Regions from separate parts of the Macaca mulatta genome. Here region 2 is linked to region 1. The links are chromatin contacts, called in public Micro-C maps. All regions are on one chromosome and are shown on one strand. Each heading gives the region's core, a stretch centred on a gene start, on an enhancer-like site or on the middle of the called end of the contact. The rest is flanking DNA. Distances are from core to core; before and after follow the strand shown.

Region 1 (7,966 bases), core at 2,560-5,059:
ATTTCAGGCAGAGGAAAAAGCAGGCATGATGGTACAGAGAGACAGAGCTTACTTGAAATCAGGAGGAAATTCAGTGTGGCATAAATCAGGGAATTTCTCTTCTTGGACTTGGCCTTTTTAAGAAGGGCTCAACTTCTAAACTTTGCCTTTTTTTTTTTTTTTTTTGATGGAGTCTCGCTCTGTCGCCCAGGCTGGAGTGCAATGGCATGATCTCGGCTCACTGCAACCTCCGCCTCCCAGGTTCAAGCGATTCTCCTGCCTCAGCTTCTTGAGTAGCCAGGACTACAGGTGCCCGCCACCGCGCCCGGTGAATTTTTGTAATTTTAGTAGAGACGGGGTTTCCCCATGTTGGCCAGGCTGGTCTCGAACTCCTGATCTCAGGTGATCCACCCGCCTCGGCCTCCCACAGTGCTGGGATTACAGGCGTGAGCCTTGAACATGGGCAGAAAAGTCCTGATATCTGCCAGCAAATTATTTTCACCACTACAACCACATTTCAGTTCATAAATGTGCCTTTAACTAATCATGGCAGAAGCCAATCTCCCCACCCTAGAGAAACTGAGGAGGAAAATGGTCAAAATAACCAAGCCTAGTTTACCCAAGAGGTTAGCAAAGCAGAGGAAAAAGGACCGACTTTGACTCCAGCACATGGCTCTTTCTCAGATGCAAGTATTCCCCTGAGAAAGCCTTCCCTTCTCTTCCCCCTGAAGCTGGTGGCCTTAACATTGCCTCTAGGCCTGCTTCCTTCAGGCAGCCTCTGCTTCCAGCCCTGCTCTGTACTGCCAGTGTCCTCTTAACCTCACTCAAAGGTCAGAGGGCAAGAAGCTGGACAGTGTCTGAGCCCACCATCCCCTATCGCTCCATCTCCCATGCGCTGCATGTCACAGCCCGTTATCACACCATTGTAGAGTTGTGGCTGGTTTCTTGTGACCATGTTTCCTGGTTCCCGTCCTGGTACACTGACATGCCTGTGTCTGCATCTGCTTGTTCTCCTCCTTAAATTGTACATTTCCTAAAAGCAGGAATGAAATTCTATTCCCCACCCCACTGCACCTCCATAGACCCACATTCAAGTCAAGCAGTACTGTTGGAAAACATCACCATTCCTTAGGTTTAAACCTAAGTTGAAGGGGAAAGCGGTGAGTATAAAGTGGAACTTGGCTTAGGGCTAAAAGTAGGACCATATAACTTATTGTCACATCTTGACACTTTTGAGAGTGAAGGGGGTGCTATTCATAACCACCAGAGACAACTTAGAAACCAGGTCTGCCCCAGGGAAACACAGAGGCAATGGTCATCCTTGCTAGAAAGATCATTCCAAGTAGATGTCAGTTACTCCAGGGTTCCAAGAAGGGCACCTCAAATCCCTTCAGTCACCAACCTGTGCTTGCACTCTGAAGTGTCTGCACCAGACAGAACTTGTGGCAGAAAGCCCAGTACGGGGAAGTTCTTCCTTTTATCTGACTCAAATCCTTACAGATTCCAATTAATTCCACTTCTTATTAACCTCAGAGCAAGAGGCAACAATGGCATAGGAAGGCAGCCACAGAAAAGAAAAATCTCACCCTTGCATCCTCACCCTCTGGTTAGGAATTCCTCATTATGAGCTCGACTGCTACTTCTCCATCCTTCAGCTGAACCAAACTCAATCTGGCTGGCCCAGAAACTCAAAAGCCCAGGGTTTGGAAGTCACTCCCAATGAGAACAGAGTTCATGTCCAACTTGCCCCACATCCCCTGGAGCTTTTCACAAACCAAACCCAAGAAAGAAATGGCACCTGTACGCATATTTTTGAAACCAGAAAGCTTTTTCCTCAACCTAAACTACAGCTTCAGGGGACCTGAGCACTGGGAGGGATTGCCTCCCACCAGCCCCCAACTCCCAGTTCCCAGAATGCTGATTCAAGAGCACAGCAGAGCTGGGCTGACTGGGGAGGCCCAATGAACAAGCAGGCCACTCCTCCTCCTCCTCCCACCCTCCATCAGCCCCATGCTGTTGTCGCTGTTGAGAGCAAGGACCTTGATGACTTCTTTTTGTTAATACATATATTTGTCATATGGGGTGGGGACGGGGGACAAGGATCTGGGCCCAAGAGGAACTGAGCACGCAGGTTCCTGCAGCCTGTGGCACACATTCTTGCCCAGGGCCAATAGTGGAGGGAAGTCTAATGCACCCACCCAGTCCCCACCATCCTTTCCCCCTTTATACCAGATCTATTTTATTTCAGGAAAGAGGTATTTAAGCAGCACTGCATAAAGACAGGGTGACTGCAATCAAGCAAAGGTCACTGAGACAATGCAGACAAAAACTAGAGAGCAGGCCACCTTCCCGGTATGACCTTGGACTAGTCACTTCACCGTTCCATGCTTCAGTTTCTTCACCAACAAAATGACACAATAGGGTGATATGTTTATAAGGTTCGTCCTGGATCCCAGGGTTGAACATTTAACTCTATATATTTCCTGAAGAAATGGCTAAAGTGAAATTAGTGAGAAAAGGCAGAACTCAGGGTAATCTTTTATTAATAATTTCTACTTTAAAAGAAACAATTTGACTCTAGAAAACAAGTGTATTTACCACCTCCTCTGGTCCTACTTTTTCTCCCCTCCCGACTTTATACTTTTGCTGATGTCAATCTTAACTGCAGAACTGGGAATCTCATGAGGCAATAACACGGTCAAATTAATTTTGCCAGTGCTGATCCTAACCTACAAACTCCATCTGCAATTCCTCGCAGTAAGTCTGACCATAAAAGTGAAATTCACGTTACTTATGATCTAATAAACCCATTGCCTGGATAGAAATAAATCACTTATAAAATAATAATGCCCACCAAATTTCCTGCAGTCATTTCAAATCTCCAAGTGCCATGAGGGGTATGCCTCTCCAAAATAAAGTTATCTTGAAGGGGGTAGGAGAGTCAGTATCTTGAAGGGTGGGAAGAAGGAATGGAGAGCATCTCATACCCTAGGCAAAAATCAGAAATTAAAAATTCAGCCCTTATACACGCACACACACCTCTTGTCTGACTGTACAGAGATAGTCGACAAGCTTTCAGGTTCGCCCACCTTATTGTGCTAATAATGCTAAGTGTGGAAACCCCCACCTCGTGCTGTTCTGTGTAAGTGTACCGCAACTGCAGGGTGCTCGCCTCCACTGCCAACTGATGGTACACTAAAGAAAGCCCGTTTTTTATCCAGATGTAAAATGAAGCTGCACCCCTCCTATACCTGCCGGAAACTACAGCGTTCTGCACACACCCTGGGGTAATACGCACTGCACCCGGCAAGGTACCTGGAATACGTTTACTAAATCGACAGGAAGAAGGAAAGATCAATGCGATTCAAGTGCTGACGGTTGTACTCGTGAAGGAAAAAAACAAATGCAAGCCGGGAAGTCCCCAGTGGTGCCTGCACCTAGGAAGCGACTGCAACGGATGGATGCAGGGGTGAGGAAGTGCAGGGAGAGGAAAAAACTGGAGGGAGGCGGGTTGCAAAACTGCTCACCTGTCCGTACACCTTGATGGGCTCGGGCTGCAGGGCAGCGCTCCGTTTCCTCCGGAGCGGCTTCTCGTCCGCGCGGCTCGCCCCCCTGGCATCCCCGCGCGCCCACAGCCGCAGCTCGCGCGGGTCGCCCTGCACCACGAGGAAGCCCCGGTCCTGGGGCAAGGGCGTGCGGCCGCCGTGCAGCCTCTGCGTCCAGACTTCGCAGAGAGCTCCGGGCGGCAGCAGCGCGACCAGGGTGAATAGGAACGGGAGTCGCGACTCCCTCCTGCTGCTCCGTGTCGCCATGTTCGGGCGAACGCTACTGCAGGTGGCGCCGCCGCCAGGAGAGAATGTGCAGCGCGAGGCCAGGAGAGCCGCTGGGCCGGGGCCGCGCGCGCCGCTCCCGGGGCTCCAGGCCGCCCGCGCCGCTCCGGGCCACCCCGCTGCGCCCGCCGCCGCTGGCGCCAGGTCCCGCTCGGTTCGGCGCGGCGCCGTCACGTGTGAGGCTCGCAGCGCGTCCCCTTAACGCACTTTCTGTGCTCGGCGGCCTCGGCGGCGACTCCGGCCCCTCCCTGGCGCGGGGATGGGGAAGTTAAGGCAGCAAGCGCCGAGGAGGGTGCGTCCCCTTCCCTGGCGGGCACACCTCCTTGTTCTCCCTGCTGGAATGAAGAGTTGCGCGGGGCTCGCTCGTTTTCTCTGGAGTTAATTGCCTCCTATACAGGGTCGTGTCGAGGTCGTCCTAAACTGTGGCCACTTTTCTGAGTGCACAGCCCTCAGTCCCGTCACAAGACCACCTCCCCCCGGCCCCGGCCTCATCCCCACCTCCATGGGAGAGCCCAGAGCCACAGAATTAGCTCCTAGAACGCAACCAACAAGTCAGAGTCCAGATGAACCCGCTCCAGTGGGAAACTCAGTTTTTCATCTACTCTGGCCACCAAAACGTATTTGCAGGGGCCACAGCAAAAACCACCCTTTATCAAGCTACGTGCCCCCGCCTGAAGCACAGCAAATAAACATTCTGCACAGAGGCAGTAAAACCAAGGGTACATCTGACAAAGAATGCACCACACCTGGACAATTATTACACAGCTATACAGGGTGTGCTTGCACGCATGCATGAATACCTGTGCGTGGCACAGGGCCCCAGCGGCGGCTTGCTTATGATCCCTCCAAGGTGACCAAGCACTGAGCCACCCTGCCTCAGCAGTAAAATAGACACATTTACCAGTCCCTTCAACCCACAGCCAGGAGCTAGGCAAACACCCACAGAGGAGGGAGGACACACTTTAGATTAACCCTACATTCAGCTTGAAGAGCCAAACTCTGTGAACCTCAGGAGATAAAACTTCTGCCATGGAACTGCTAAGGTACGCCCAAGGAAAATATTTTTTTTGCAGGTTAGTGGGAGCAGCCGAGGTCTATGTACTACTGCAACCTTTCCTATTTCATTTTATGTTTCACTGCCCTCTGGACTCAGATCCTGGTTTTTGATAAGAATAAAGACACAGCAAGCAGGGCTGAAAGGGAGACTACCCCTATAGTTGCATACAAGCTGCTGTTCAGGGGAAGGACGGGATGGTCAGTTCAGTTTTCCAACAATGTTCCTCATCTCCAACAAGCCACGGTAGCCTGATTCCTACGCCCGCCCACTCTAGTGCTTTTCAGTCAGCTTACCAAAGCCCCCTCCTCTACCCAGGACTACCACTGACAACCTGCCAGAGGCAGGCCAGCTTGCCTCATCTCCCTGAAGCCAGCATTCAACCAGCCCACCCTACCCCATGCCAGACTTGCTGGAGACCTCTGCCTCAGATTCTGCACTCTCCCACCTCCTCCCACACCCGATTTTCTCCCCAAGTCAGATGATGTCTTTCTGTCCATCTCAACATAATTACAGAACCACCCAGTTCTCCCCACCAAGCAAATCATGCATTCTCTATGTAAACTACCGTGCTTTGTTCATTATACATCGTATACAGGTATCAAAATATCACACTGTGCCCAGTGTGATATTATTGGGGTGCCTTCATCCTGCACCCCAACTTTGATGGTGTTTCAGAGGGATGGAGGAAGTGGTAGCTTGTTTACAACCCAGAGCTGGTTTTGAAGCTGAGAGGAACGCCTTGCTCATATTGTGCAATTCAGCTCTAACTCATATATATATAACATATATATATATATATATATATATATATATTTTTTTTTTTTTTTTTTTTTTGAGACGGAGTCTCACGCTGTTGCCCAGGCTGGAGTACAGTGGCGCGATCTCGGCTCACTGCAAGCTCCGCCTCCTGGGTTCACGCCATTCTCCTGCCTCAGCCTCCTGAGTAGCTAGGACTACAGGCGCCCGCCACCGCGCCCGGCTAATTTTTTGTATTTTTAGTAGAGACGGGGTTTCACTGCGGTCTCGATCTCCTGACCTTGTGATCCGCCCGCCTCGGCCTCCCAAAGTGCTGGGATTACAGGCTTGAGCCACCGCGCCCGGCCCTAACATATATATTTATTATACACAAATATATGTCAATTAAAAATAGTAATTCAAACAATCATGCATCCTCCAAGAAAGCCACTGAACCACTGTCACCTCCCACCCCTCATCTAGATCAGCTCTGTCTGGTCAGCATCACCTTACCAGGAATAGACAACCCCATGGTCTCTCAAGACCAGCAGCAAAGGTACCTCTACTCCCATTTAGCCCTCAAAGGAAAACGAAGGGAATATGGCTAAAGTGAGAACATCCTGTAGATGAGTCAATTATTGGGGGTTTTCCAACATATATTTAACGAGAACCTTCTCTACAAGAGCAAGTGTCAGAGTCCCAGCAGAAAACAGAGACAGGAGTCTCCTAAGTGTGGATTTGAAGATGGGGATCTGTTTGCCCACACAAACTGCTGGCTTAAGGTTCAGATGGCCCCTTGCAGAGAAGGACTAGTAGGGCAGGGCCAGCTACTTGCTCATTTTGATGTTGATTTGCAACTTGGATGCTGGAGAATTGGTAAGAATATTCAAACATGGTTAATGTACTCCTTGCAAGCCCTCCTATCTAATCATTATCTACATTCCAAACCATCCTCAGGTGGATAATCAGCAACCCCCCAAGACTGTGCCTGCTGCACAACTACAGGGCACAGTGGAAGACATGCTGAATTTCAGGTCAGAAGGTTGACTTTCTAGCTATGGGGACTTGGCCAAACCTCCTCAGAGCTTCAGTTTTCTCATCTGTAAAATAGGGATCTTAATCCCTACAAATCTCACAGGACTGCTGAGAGTATCAGATGAGGTAAGTATATGAAATACCTGTGCAAATTTGTGTGAAGGCCTCCAGAGAGAAATAGTGCATGCAGGTGGCATTAGAGACATAGATTCTAGTCCTGGCTTTGCAACCAAATTATTATATGATTTTTTTTTTTTTTTGTCTTGATCATCTTGCCTCTCTGGACATTGATTTCTTCATAAGTTAAATGAAAAGACACCTTTCAGCCCTGACCACTCCCAAACTGGGTCATGAGATAGGAGCAGTCACAGACAAGGTCACCCAGGACAGGAGTTAGAGCTGAATTGTGCAATATGAGTGAGGCGTTCCTCTCAGCTTCAAAACCAGCTCTGGGTTGTAAACAAGCTACCACTTCCTCCATCCCTCTGAAGTAACAACAAAGTTGGAGTGCAGGATGGAAGGCAGTACCCCATCGCCCTCTGTCCCAGCTTGCATGGCCTTGCTCGGATGCTGCCCAGCATCATGATGAAAACATGCATGGAAATGTCATGATAGACTCACAGCTGTGTATGAAACAGTCTTAAGCCTGTTGTCAGACTTTAAACTGCCCTCCTCTGTCTTTCTGCCCATCCCAGGCCACTGGAGATGGAGGTAGAGGACAAACACACAGAGGTTACAGTGTCCCACATTTTTATCCAGATGGAGTCCCGTTTAAAATAGCAGCAAGGACAGCCACGAAGAGGAAGAAACTCCCCAAAGCCTAATTTGACTTCTTTCTGTTCTTTCTCATCCTGTGGCCTTCTCACATGCTCACCTCCTGGCTGGCCAACTTCTATACATCCTTCAGGTTTCAGAGCAGCCTCCTTAGGCACCTAGGCTAGGTTATAGCCCTCACCCCAAGGCTCTAGTCCCCTGTAGCCTTTGATACTTCCTCTCTGGTCACTTGCTTAATCTCCATCTTCCTCTTAATCTACAAGCAGCAGAATGGCAAAACCAGTCTATCTCATTCATGTCTATATGCCCAGTGCCCAGCTTACTCTTGGCACATGGTGGCACTCAATATTTATAGGGTGCATGTATTTAAATGAAGGTGAGAAGTGACACCCCCTTTGTCCCGGTGGCAGTGGTTGGTTAAGGGGCCAATATCGTTGAATCTCAGATCTTTTCTTACCACCATCTGCTTCCCACCTCATTTTTTCCCCCAAAGCAGGCCTCTCTGAGTCACACAACCAGACCAGAGTCATTAAAAGAGAAAAGCGACTTCCCTGCC
Region 2 (7,966 bases), core at 3,755-6,254, 42 kb before region 1:
ATCACACAAAACCAACTTTCTGTAGTTTTAAAATCAGTTCTTTGATTTTCCCAATTTGATCTGAATTCATTTAACACTAAAGCCAGCTGGAATTCCCCAAGCTCAGGCAGCCTTAGAACTAGGCAAATCCCAGATAAAAAGTTACACTTGCAGGTTTCAACACTCCTACTGGGAGGGGATTATCTGACCAAGGCCAACTTTGTTTATCCTTGTGGTTTAGCAGTCTGATGTAATAAAAAGGAGGAAAGCACATATTTTACGTGCTGTCCACAGCCAGTTGTGTTTCTTTTCTCATCAATCCATCCCTTGAGAAATATTCCCTAGACAGTAGTACAACTCTGTCATTTGAAGGATCTGCCTGTAGAAGGCTCAGGGCAGAGTTTCTCAAACTGGTGATTCTTAGACGGCCTTGAGATGCTCTGGGGAAAAGTGCATTTGAGCCCTGCAATCTGCACTTGTAACAACTGTCCTTGCCTGATGCTGACGTGGCTACTCCTAAGACCACAATTTGGGAAACACCTCTCAGTGGTGGCCCAACTCATCTTACCTACATCCTCTTGCTAACACCACTGACCTTGGACTCTGTTGGTTCATCCATGTGCAGGAGGAGGAGCCAACACATAACTACAGTTGCGCCACCAACAGCATATAAATAAATAAGCCATATAGAGAGTTAAGAATTGCCTATAAAAGTACCAAAAATTTAATACCTCTCCCACCGCATTTCTAAAAATTGACTACTTTTTAAATTTCGTGGGCAAACATGGCATTCATTCAACTCCATTGCGCATCTGCTGCGTACCAAACATTGTGCAAGGCACTGGGTACTGTACTAGTGAGATCGAAACAAACATGACCCCTAATCTTACCACTGGCTAGGTTTAATTAAAAACTCACCACAGGCACTCTGTAAATCAGATACATCTGGAGAACAGACATAGCTGTTAGATTGGAATGGAGGGCACAGAAAGCTCCAGCTGGAATATAACTTTTTTTCTTTTTTCTTTTTTTTTTGAGATGGAGTCTTGCTCTGTTGCTCAGATTGGAGGGCAATGGCATGATCTTGGCTCACTGCAGCCTCCACCTCCCGACTTCAAGCAATTCTCCTGCCTCAGCCTTCCGAGTAGCTGGGATTACAAGCACGTGCCACCACACCAGCCTAATTTTTGTATTTTTAGTAGAGATGGGGTTTCACCATGTTGACCAGGCTCGTCTCAAACTACTGACCTCAAATGATCCACCCACCTTGGCCTCCCAAAGTGCTGGGATTACAGGCATGAGCCACCATGCCCGGCCCAGCTGGGATATAACTTAAACTCTCGGCCGTGACACCTAGGAATAACCCGGTTAAGAGAAATGCACAACAGCTATCCATCCTGCCCTGGTTCACACAAAAAGGAGGACAAACCAGGCAGTCAGCCAATGTGTTTTAGCGTTCAGAATTAAAATCATACAATAACTCCAGGCCCAAGGTACCAAGGCAGAAAAGGCCTATAAACCCTGGAGAACTGAAGACAAGGTTTTAGACCATACTGAAAACTCAAGACTGTCCAACTGATGTCACAAGACACCAGTGCTTGGGCCTGATTTCTCATCTGTGTGTTCCCATCATCCCATCCCTGCCCAAAGTCATTCAAGGATGCTTATGTTTCTGGGCTGCTGTACATTTGTGCATGTGTGTCTAAGAGAAAGATAGAGAAAGAGACAGGCAAAGCAGGAAGGCAGTGAACCCATGTCTGTGGATCAATGCAAATGGCCCAACAAGAAAAACTGCCATAGGCTAATGGTTTTTCAGAACATTTTGCAAGGTGTGTAACTGAAAATGCCTCTAGCCTTTAGCCACCCACATCTCTCTTCTCATTCTGTCCTTACTCCCTGCTTTTCCTGCTGGGGAGGTCCTCTCTTGACCCTAAAATCCTACTAAGAAGGTTGACCTACTTCCACCTTGCCTACTACCAATTATAGAAGTAAATGGGAACCTGAAGGAAAACATTGTGTCTGATTTCAGTCTCTAAGGTTAACAGTGACAGACCATACAGCAACCTCCCAGTTAGCAAAGGCCTTCAACAAAGCCTGAGTCAACAAGGGAAGGGCACCATCAGGAAAGCAAGCTAGTAGCCTCCCAGAAATAAGAGCCCCACCTGCCCTCGACTGGGCCTGGTTTTTCCCTTTACAACCAGGGTGATAAAGACTGAACTCGATACGGTTTCAAGACAAGTCCTGTTAAGTAATCAACTCTGGTTTTAAACGAGCAAGCCCGCCATTTCAGCATCTGGCTCCAAGACATCAAATCAAGGGGAAGATCTTCCCAGAGGCTGAGAGTTAAGCTACTTACTGACAGCTGGAAGCTTAATTACTGCTTTTCTTAGAGCATTAACTCCCACTAGCCAATGACTACACATCCTATTAGCCATGTAAATTAACATGTGTTGAAAAATCTCAAAGAAATCAGCCTAAGTTTAAAGGAAATCAGGCAGTGGGATTAAAGGAAAGAAACCACTGAACCACCCTCCCCCCTCCATTCTTTGCTCTTTTCATAGGGATTTCAAAGCAATAGTCTTTGTCAAGAATGCTCGGCTCCCAGGAAACAACCAAATTCCTAGAGCCTAGAGCCACTTTGAGTGTTTGTCCTAGGCCTCTCCACTCCTCTGACTTCCTAGCACCTGCCAAGCCCTTTGGGAATGTTCGTCAATGTCGTCAATGTTGAGAATCCTTCAGTCAATCTGTCCCAAGCACATCCTTCCGGTTCCTGTGTATGCAAACTCACCTATTTAATCACAGAATGCCAAACGTCACAAAGGAAACTCAAAAGTAGTTTATTCTTTAGTGCATTCAACTTACCACCACCTTTGTAGCAAACATGTACTTGTCCCGAAGCTGAAAATCTCGCACTTCCTCAAGGATCACTTCCTGGTTTTCCCGAGACTGGAAGAAATCGGTACTTCGGAAAACGGTGGAGTAGCCAGAGGGTTCATGTCGTTCAATGTAGATGGTATTTGGTTTGTCATAGGGATCAATTCCCCTGGCAGAAAAAAAAAAAAAAAAAAAAAAAGGTTATCATTTGCACATTTAATTACTAGAGGTATGGAGGCTTTGCAATGAGGAAAATCAACTAGAATTTAGGCCTACCATGGTGTGACCTACAGATGATACTCTGCGTGCCTCAAACATATCCCTTTGGTTACTCCTTGACTCAGGATAGAGGGGACAAAACTGCCATTTGTAAAGTGTTTTATGTTGTTTTCAAAGCATCCTGGGTTTCGCTCAAGGCAACCCTGCCCTGCTTGGGAAGGGCAAAAAGTAATAGTACAAGATAAAATTTTTCAAAATTAATAAGCAAGGGACTGCTTGAAGCTATAAGCAAGTTTCTGGTCTCAAGTTACGCATCTCAGAGGAACGAAGGAGAGTTTTCCCAAGCTGCTACATCCTCTGAAGAACATTACTGGAGAAACCACACTATGAACCTCTGAGCCTGATCCTTCCAAGGGACGCTGCCCTGTCTCTGCCCTGTCCCCTGCCAATGTCACGGATCTAGGCAATCTGGAGCTGCCTGTGCATTTCGTCTCCCATGAGGCTCTTCCACAAACTCTTTCTCGCACATACTGATCTCCTTGATGTCCTTCAGAAAGGGAGGACGCCTTTCTCCCTCTGCTTTTGCGAACACCACACTCCCACGAAGAGATGCTCTCCGCACACACTCTGATCCCTCCATCCAATTCCTACTCTCCTCTGTCATCCAGTTCCAGTCTTCATCTTCCAGGAAGCCTTCCTCAGTGCTGTCCTCTCTTCTCCCAACACTAGCAAAACATCGCTCCGCAGCACCCAATTCCAAGCCTTTCACATGAGTTTGAACTCCAGACAAAGGTACAAAACCCCTGTAGTTGGGCCATTTTTTAGAATCAGTCTTATTCCTTTACGCAGTAATGCCTCTTAGACACTGTATTTTATTGTTCACCATTATGTATTTGTCTGAGCTTCCTAGACATAGTATAGATGCCTTGGAAAACCATGTCTTGGATTTCTTTTCACCCTATAGTATTCCTAGCTGAAGAGACGCTTTCTGCATTGGATCTGTGGGGCAATTCGAGAAGCTAATCCAAAACGAAAACATAGAATGACCAGGCCAAACTACCTTGGAGAAGAACTTCTGAGCCAGTGTTCCCCAAAGAAGCCCCACACAGTAGCTCAGAGGACAACTCATCTGCTCCAGGTCTCCTAACATTCTCAAGAACACCAAGGCCATGGGAACCATTCAGCAAATGGAAAAAATAAATGGAAAAGTCGGGAAGATAGTCTTGTAGTAAGAATACAGAGTGATGACTCAAGGAAAGGCAGAAGGCCTCAGTTAGGTAATTGCCCTTATACAGTTCCATATGCATGATGGCTCTCAGAATAACGAAGGTAATTGTGTTAAAATTCCTTCAGAGATACATATTCAAGAGCATATTCTCCCCTACCCCTCCCACAAAGGAAGATAAGAAACAGAGAAACAAGAGCCTCTTTTGCCAGGTTCAGTGGGTCACACCTGTAATCCCAACACTTTGGGAGGCTGAGGCCAGGGTAGGGAGGGAGACCATTTGAACCCAAGAGTTCGGGACCAGCCTGGGCAACATAGTGAGACTCCACCTCTATAAAACATAAATTTAAAAATAGCCAGGCACATTGGCGCACACCTGTAGCCCCAGCTACTCAGGAGGCCGAGGTGGGTGGATTGAAGCCTGGAAGTTCGAGCCTGAGTGAGTCATGATTGTGCCACTGCACTCTAGCCTGGGCAACAGAGCAACACCCTGCCTCAAAAAAACAAAGAAAAAAGAGCTTCTTTTTACAATGAGAGCAAGACTTGAGTTTTGCCCTACAATCTGGATTCTTAGGGAAACGAAGAAACCAGCAGCCTTGGTCCTAGTGTGGGAGAAAACTATTCTTCACTATCAGATCCTCTGTGTGCATGTGTGGGCGGGTGGTGGCATGTTCTCTTCTTTTCCACAATTAGAAGTACTGATTAAAGTACTTCCTCTAGCCAGAGGATATGCAAATTAAAATGAGGCTGCTTGGTATTTTTAAAACGGCAGAGGAAGGAACCTTTATTGAGCTATTTTGAGACCCAGCTCACCTCTATTATTCCTTCCTAGCCAAAAGCAGCAGCCAACACCTAGAGATAGAAAGAACTATGACTTTCATCCCAATTTTCTTCCGTAATCCATATTTGGACCTCCCATTTCTGCAAGCTGCTCCACCTACAAGTTCTTATACTTTGCAATCACTTAGACTTCCAGTGTCTTACGCTCACTGACACCTACTTTCTATTGTCTTTGCCCTCATTGAGAAATTCCACTCCTTGCTCTACCTCTGAGCAGTCACCAGCCTCACCTGGCCTCACCTGAAATCCCTCAATGATACTCCACAGGGTATCTTTAGTCCCCTCAGCTCCCCTCCAGGTCTTCCACTATTCTGTCCGGCCAATCTCCAGCTCCCGACCATGTAAATTATTAGCTTTCCCACTCCTGCTGCTCCCAACTTGCCAAGCATTGTTGAACAAATGTATGTCATTATTCTGACAGACTAGATTACACTTTCACTTACTATGGGGAAACCTGAGGGGAAAAATCCCCTAAATAGCCTAAAATCCCCTAACCGACATGTCATTAGCTTAAATGAGATAAACCAGTCCTTTCTCCCAAGATATCTGTATATCTACACAGAGGCAGAAGGTACAATATAATTTTAGAACTTAAAAATTTCTAAATTGTATGTTCCCTTATCTAGTAATTCTGCTGGTTTGCCCTCTTATAGTTTCTTAAACAGATAAAAGAACAATTTTTCCCCTTAAAATTCAAATCAAGCAAAAGAAAGTTCTAATGGTTTTCCTTGAGCACAGGGTGTCCTTGGATGAGACTGGTTATAATTTCACTAAGATCCCACAACTTCTGCTCAAGGAAAATAGCAAAAGGGTCAGAAACAGCTACCCTCTGTGGAAACATAAACAAGAATCTATGGGTGTCTGACGATGGTCAGCTGTAAGGCTCCTCAACATGCCAGCTCCATCTTTATCATCCTCTATTACTAAGGAAGCAATACCAACTAAAAGACATTTCACTTTACATGGAGAACTAAAAGAAAGGCAGTATCTACATCTTCTGGGACCATTACACGTAATGAGGACTAAAATTACTAGTAAAAATCTAAAAACACATGAAAAACTAGGAGATAGAAATATAAATACACACACATACAATCTATCTCACATTACAGCCAAAGGGCTAATCTCAAATACATAAAGAGCTCCTTGAAATCAATAATGAAAATACTAATAATCAAATAGAAAAGGGGCATGAAGCCAGGCACAGTGGCTCACACCTGTAATCCCAGCACTTTGGGAGGCCGAGGTGGGCAGATCACCTGAGGTTGGGAGTTTGAGACCAGCCTGGCCAACATGGTGAAACTTCGTCTCTACTAAAAATACAAAAATTAGCCAGGCATGGTGGTGGGCACCTGTAATCCCAGCTTCTCGGGAGAGTGAGACAGGAGAATCGCTTGAATCTGGGAGGCAGAGGTTGCTGTGAGCCAAGATCACACTACTGCACTCCAGCCTGGTCATACTTACACAAACAAACAAATAAATAAATAAACCACAATCCCAGCACTTTGGAAGGCCAAGGTGGGAGGACTGCTTGAGGCCAGGCGTTTGCAATCAGCCTGGGAAACACAGGGAGATCTCCTTTCTACAGAAAAATTTAAAAATTAGCTAGGCATGGCTGCACATGCCTGTAGTCCTAGCTACGTAAGAGGCTGAGGTGGGAGGATCACTTGAGCCCGGGAGTTTGAAGCTGCTGTAAGCTATGATACTGTCACTGCACTCCAGCCTGGGTAACAAAGTGAGACTCTCACTAAAAAATATAAAATAAAAATAAATAAAATTAGCCAGGCGTGGTGGCAGGCACCTGTAATTCCAGCTACCCGGGAAGCTGAGGCAGATAATTGCTTGAACCCTGGAGGCGGAGGCTGCAGTGAGCCAAGAACGCACCACTGCACTCCAGCCTGGGCAATAGAGCGAGACTCTGTTTCAAAAAAAAAAAAAAAAAAAAAAAAAAAGGACCCTTAAGCAGATTAAAAGATGTTCTAACTCTTAATAAGGAAAATGCAAATTAAAACCACAGAGATAATATTTCTTCCCTAACACACTGGCTGTGGAGGGAGACACTATTGTATATTGTTGAGATGAGGGCAAACTTGACACTTTCTATAGCGAGTCTGGCAATCTCTCCCAAAGCTACAAGTTTAAGGATTTATTCACCGGGATATATCAGTGCACAAAACTTACAAAAATCCTTGCCCTTGGGGAGCTTCCACTCTATTGAAGAGAGAAAGACAAATAATAACCATAATAATAGTGTATTAGAATGTGGTAAAGTGCTCTGCAAAACAGAACAGAATACAGTATAGGAGACTGGGAGTAATGGGGGAGTAGGTGCAATTTTATTTTTATTCATTCATTCATTCATTCATTCATTCATTTATTGAGATAGCATCTTGGTCTGTTGCCCAGACTGGAGTGCAGTGGCGCAATCTCGGCTCACTTCAACCTCCACCTAGCAGGTTCAAGCGATTCCCCTGCCTCAGCCTCCTGAGTAGCTAGGACTACAGGCACCTGCCACCACGCCCAGCAAATTTTTGCGTTTTTAGTGGAGACGGGGTTTCATCATGTTGGCCAGGCTGGTCTGGAACTCTTAACCTCAAATGTTCCACCCAACTCGGCCTCCCAAGGTGCTGGAATTACATGCGTGAGCCACCGCGCCTGGCCAGGTGCAATTTTAAATAGGATCCTAAGGTGGGCATAAATGAGGTGGCCTTCATTTAGAAGATATTATTTGAGCAAAGACTGGAATGAGGTAAGGGAGTACACAGTATAGTGTATCTTGGGTGGGAGTATTTTAGGCAGAGAAAACAGCAATTGCAAACATCCTGTTCC

Evidence for each region. A called contact is a pair of places that touch in the nucleus more often than the background predicts.
Region 2: a contact with region 1 is called in a Micro-C map of CD4 T cells, with 4 times the contacts expected there. The contact joins the enhancer-like site here to the promoter of SORL1 in region 1. A contact is called at or near these places in 4 of 14 Hi-C or Micro-C datasets (CD4 T cells, blood, cortical neurons and 1 more).

Annotation. Positions count from the first base shown.
Region 1 is chr14:122,123,128-122,131,093 of T2T-MMU8v2.0, reverse strand. SORL1 (sortilin related receptor 1) reads right to left here and starts at 3,809. Exons shown (of 48, transcript XM_015115975.3): 1 at 3,507-3,809. The coding sequence starts at 3,791.
Region 2 is chr14:122,165,874-122,173,839 of T2T-MMU8v2.0, reverse strand. SORL1 (sortilin related receptor 1) reads right to left here. Exons shown (of 48, transcript XM_015115975.3): 6 at 2,842-3,022. Among named protein-coding and RNA genes, the nearest start is that of SORL1, 43 kb to the right of the region's middle. Within about 2 kb of position 5,004, at least 5 of the 40 cell types and tissues checked have an H3K27ac peak or open chromatin away from gene starts, as enhancers often do. A contact at or near this core is called in CD4 T cells and cortical neurons, where this site is marked.